2 separate regions of the Oryzias latipes genome follow, and region 1 is linked to region 2. The links are chromatin contacts, called in public Hi-C maps. All regions are on one chromosome and are shown on one strand. The core of a region is the stretch at or near the end of the contact, and the rest is flanking DNA. Distances in the headings are between cores, read along the strand shown.

Region 1 (2,700 bases), core at 146-2,645, 180 kb after region 2:
CAAGATGAAGCTGGAGGCCATCCATCTCCCTTACACCACATGATCATCCATTCATAAGGGGGGGGGGGGGGGTGCGCAGACACTCACAGCAACACACACACCGATACGTGCACACAAACACACGTATATACAGACATACAAAAAAAACACAACCACAAAAACCCAGATATACACACAAACACATCCAGATTCATGCATACATGCACAAATATACACACGCAAAACTACATGAACAAACAAAAACACACTTACATGTACAAATACATGTACACTCACACATGCATACATGCATGAACAAACAAAAACATGAATGCACACTCCCACAAACACTTGTGTAAAAGCACATACGTTTAGGAAATATACATATGGTGGTTTACACACCTAAACAAACACACACACACACATGCACAAACAATCACACACATGCACGATCATGCAAATACATGCAAAACTACACCAGCACAGAAAAAAACACATGCTTAAATACACACAACACGCACATTTACATGCACAAACACATGCATACGTGCACAGATAAACAAAAATTAAAACACACACATATAAGCACACTTATACATATGTGCATCTACACACATGCACAAAATCACAACAGAAATACATAAATAAAGGTGAGAAAACACACACACACAGATTTGCACAAATAGATGCATACCAGTCGAAAAAAGGTACTTTTGGACAATCTTCTTTTTTTATCAAATAAAATAAAAGAGCTAAAAAAAAGAACAAAAAGCAAAAGAGAAAAATATTAATTAATTAAAAAAAGAGACACAAAACTGCACCAACCCTCTCTATTACAGCTTTAGAAAATATAATAGATTTCAACAATTATAAACACACACTTAAACATACACACACCAACAAATACACAAACACACATGCACAGAAACACCCACAGACATGCATTTAGTTGCTTCTTTGTTAATGACTTAAAGCTGAAAAACAAATTTAAATCCCTTTTTATTAAACAATTGTGATCATTTAAAAAAAATGTTTTCTATTTGAACTAAAAATAAAAACTGGGGGGAAAAATTACATTGACTAAAAAAAAAATTAATGAATCAAAAATGTAAAAAAGATTTTTATAAATAGTTAGATTATTATAAAAATATGTTTTTTTGGTTTTGAAGCCGATTCTTTGATCAAATGTTTTTATAGCCAGGTATTTAAAAGCTCTTCACTGACATAAAAGTAAAATGTAAAAAATGAAACAGTTATTTCCTCTAAATGAAAGCGTTCAGTCTGAGCAGGTTTGCAGCACAGCCTGGTATCTGCCGCCCTCTAGTGGTCAAACTGCAGCTGTGCATGGATTCCACGTTTCCAGCGGAGGGGGGGGGGGGTCATCTGCAGGTCACCATCTGCCCAAAGAGAAACAACTGCAGAGCATCATCTCCGTGCACGTGCATGGAGAACAAGGGAAGGTAAGTGTGTCTGTGTGAGTGTGTGTCACAAACTATGCAAACGTGCACAGAGACGCGCTCAAATCCAGCAGACTTTCATCCAAACGAGTCGGGCCCTGACTGAGACAGCCTCACAGGGTCCTCCAGGCTTTGGACGGCCTCACACAGGCTGTTTACACAGGCATGGCTGTTTACCTGCACGTTGCAGCTCACGCACCTGTGTGGAGTCATCAGAATGCTTCGTGGTCTGCTCATTCCTTCCCTGGGAGGTGTGAAAGTGTGACCCCTAGAGGACTCCTGCGGAATGACACTCAGCATTTCCTGATCCACAAACTGTTCTTACGTCATTGTGAAGTCAGTAAAAATGCTTTTATATTTAGAAACAATGAAAGTGAAGTGAAGGCTCATTTATGACACTGAAAATGACAAAAAACGAATTTTACTGTCGTGTTTTTGCTGCTTTAAACTCGCTTTAAACGATGGCAAAAACAGGAGGAGTCATGTTGTAATGAAACTTTCTGGCGTGATGGTTTGTCGCCCCCTTCTGTTCACAATAGGATTTGTGATCTTCACTGGTGTCCATGGATTACATGAAATCTTTCCACCTTTATCCACCTTTGTCATGGTAGGGAGAACACGTCAATGGAAGGGGGGGGGGGGTCATCTAAGACAGCACAAGGGGTATGCGGAACAAGGACTTCTGAGGATCTAAAAGGGCAAAGAGGAAAGACCGGGACTTTGACCTTTGAAGTCCTGAAGGTGCAGAGATGATGAGAACTATGTCCTCATCAGGACAGGAAGACCTGAGTCATCAGCATAGAAAAGCTGGAGAATTGTCGTTCTCTTTCGGGTTTTCCCATCAGGGGTCACCACAGCGAAACAACCTCTCCTTTGAGGATGAGTCACATGGTTAACTTGGCAATGTTTTATGCTGGATGCCCTTCCTGATGCAACCCTCTCAATTAATCTGGGCTTGGGACCGGCACAGAAGCAGAGAGGGGAACAGGGAGCAGCCCGGATTTGAACCCTGGTTTCACGGACGGAAGGTGCCGCAAACCAGCACGAGCTAAACTGACTCCTTATAGAAAAACTGGAGAATGATGGATCAAAAATGTGGTCCAGACCGAGAAGTGAAGGTTGCCAACGACAGAACCCTGTGGAACACCATTTACCCCTTGTGCTATTTTAGATGACCCCCCCCCCTTACATTGAGGTGTTCCCCCTACCATGACAAAGGTGGATAAAGGTGGAAAGATTTCATGTAATCAATGGACACCAGTGA
Region 2 (2,700 bases), core at 110-2,609:
GAACTCCTCACTGACCAACGCACGCGGGTTTGTGAACAAAGTCATAAAATGTTTTCTGAAAAGCTGCAGAAATGTCAGTGTGGTGCGTTTTTGCCACAATTGATGACAAAAATCTGGTATTTCACTTCTTTAAATTGTGTTTTTGATGGTATATAAGTTGTCATAATTTATAAATTTTCTTTCCGCGAGAGCGGATAAAACAATGAAATAGTTTGAATGAAAAGTTGGGCGCGCGCCTTCCTTCTGCTTTGTGGCTCAGGAGCGCAACCGTTTGATGTGAAGGATTCGAACCTGAGGGAGGTGTGCGTCAGTCACACGCGGAGTGGGTGAGAAACCTGTACGGCCAGCGTGCACGCGCGTGTGGCTGAACACTGTGTGGGAGGGGTGCTGTAGTAGCGCGCGCGTTTGTGTGTGTGACACTGATGGATGCACCAATGGAAAGACGGACAGATGTTTGGGCGGATCTAACGGCGGCGCGGCGGAGCGGCGCGCACAGACGCGGCGAGTTTCGGGCGAAAACACCCGCAGAGGAGCCACGCACGGAGACACGCGGCGAGCGGCGGACACGAAACCCGGTGCGTCCGGGACGAACGGAAACCCGGTCAGATCCGAGTCCAAAGTGACAGACGCGCCTCCACGGCGGCACATCTGGCTCAGAGCAGAGAACGGAGGAGAGCCTCTGATGACTTACCCCGCCATCCTCTGATCCTTCACCGGAAGAGCTCATCCACCGTTTCCACGCTGCGAGGATTTCCTGAAAAAACGCGAGACACGAGGCTTTTTTTTTTCAAACTCAACTCAAAGTTTGGTCCTAGCAGAGGAGCTCCTCCACATCCAGCTGAAGTCTCCAAATCTGGCCCGAGGAGGTTTTGGGGCTTACCTCGAAAGAAACCAGAACTTGGTTGAGTTCAAAGTCGAGCAGGGAGGGCGCGCCTGCATGTGCGCGGAGCTGGGAGTTCTGTTAGCTGCACGCGCGAGTTAAATAGCTCCGCGTTAAGAAGAGAAAAAAGGAAAAGAAAAAGAGGAGTTGGTGTTTTCGGTGGTCTGCTCTGGGTTTGGAAGCGGGAAGGAACTGTGCCGATCCGCGCGCTCCTGCAGCCCGCTCCAGCACCTCCTCCTCCTCCTCCGCCTCCTCCTCCTAGTCTGCATTATTACAACAAGGGGGACCCAATCAAGCGCGCATCTCATCGATTTGCGCACGCACAGAGATGATATAGCACTGCGTGCACGCGCTTGCGCGCATACACCCTGAACGAAGGACTTGCGGATCTTTCAAGGCTTTCGGAGGAAAACCCGCCGCCGCCTGCAGGGCAGCGCAATCAGTCACCTCCTCGTCTTCCTCCTTCTCCTCCTCCCAAGAAAGAAAGTGTTTTTATTTTTTCATGTCTGACTCCACAATGGCTTTTCTCCTGCTTGGCTGCTGGCTCTGAAGTGCGCGTGAGCACCGGGAGGAAGAGGCAAGGATCCCTCGGATGTGGACGATCAGCGCGTGAAGTGAGTGCGTGTTTGTCTCTGCGTGTTTTTGTTTTGGAGGGGGGGGGGGGGGGGGGGTTATGCCTTGTTGCCAGACCCGCATGTTTGCGCGTGTTTCCCGGAGCTGCGCGCGACATTACGCACGCGCTTGAAGCGGTCGAGGCTGGAGGAAGCGCGTGGATGTCAGGAAGAGAGTGAGAGGGGCACTAAAGACAGGAGGGGGCGGCGGAGGGAGTGAGAGGGGGAGCTACGTGACGCCTATCAGCGGCGGAGAGGTTGAGCCGTAGAAGAGGCGCAGGCTTCAGTCGTGTCAGCTCTGATGTGTGTCCCTCGTTTGCGGGCTTTTGACTGACGCAATCATTTGCTCTGATCCCGCAGCTCGCCTGTTGCCGCCTCCGACACCAAGAAGTAGCCCCGAGGAACACGAGAAGACGCGCGGTGGCTTTTCTCCAGACCGGTTTTCCGCCTCGGATCCTCCTCCTCCCGCCTGGTCCAGCTCCCATCCGAGCCGAGGCGACCGCGGGAGGCGCACCGCTCCGAGCCGCGCGCCGCTGGCTTCCCTCTGATTTTTCTGTCTTTATTTTCATTTTTCTCCGTTCTAACGGCGTGCCCCCTCCTCACACACTCCCACGTCGATCTATGTGGGAGCCCTGAGAGCGCACCCAGGGGGGGGAAACTGTATCAAAGCCCCGCGGATCCCCCACGCAGCCTCGGATCACCGTGGCCACAGACAAACTCCCTGCCGGGCCCCAGAAGCCGTCATGCCGCGGAGGAAGCAGCAAGCGCCGCGGCGCGCCGCAGGTACTCTTCCTTTTTTACCCCCGACTCCCCCTCCTCTCTTCCACTGTTTGCCCCCCTCCCACTCCCGTCACTCACTTACTTTTAATTCCTATTTTTCCGACCCGAAAGCAAATTTTGTGGATCCGGTTCTGCTGGAGCAGAACTGCGTCGCAGCTTCTTTCAGGCAGCAGAACATTCCTCTCAGCTGCAACTCTTTTCATCCACATTTAGGAAAAACCTTTATTTGTATCGTTTTATTTCTGTAGGAAGTTGTCAGAAATTCAAAGTGAGTGGCTTTCACTTTGGGGGGGTTGTTGTTTGCTGGGACCTGGATCAGATTTCCTCAAACCAGTGCAGATGTCAGACCGGATCTGGAAACAAGCCACCAACATTTTCAATAATAAAAAAAAACATATGTTTTAAACAATAGAGCTTTTGTTTTTTAAG

Evidence for each region. Hi-C and Micro-C count contacts between places; a contact is called where the count stands out from the background.
Region 1: a contact with region 2 is called in a Hi-C map of embryo, with 2.6 times the contacts expected there. The contact joins the enhancer-like site here to the promoter of tshz3 in region 2. A contact is called at or near these places in 2 of 5 Hi-C or Micro-C datasets (both in embryo).

What each region holds. Positions count from the first base shown.
Region 1 is chr3:35,935,151-35,937,850 of ASM223467v1, forward strand. No RefSeq gene overlaps it. Among protein-coding and RNA genes, the nearest start is that of LOC111946757, 8.7 kb to the left of the region's middle. Within about 2 kb of position 1,396, at least 3 of the 8 cell types and tissues checked have an H3K27ac peak or open chromatin away from gene starts, as enhancers often do. A contact at or near this core is called in embryo, where this site is marked.
Region 2 is chr3:35,752,217-35,754,916 of ASM223467v1, forward strand. It overlaps tshz3 (teashirt homolog 3), which reads left to right and starts at 1,360. Exons shown (of 3, transcript XM_011494251.3): 1 at 1,360-1,494; 2 at 1,852-2,274. The coding sequence starts at 2,235. LOC105358580 (a long non-coding RNA gene) reads right to left here and starts at 1,057. Exons shown (of 4, transcript XR_002289340.2): 1 at 881-1,057; 2 at 692-754.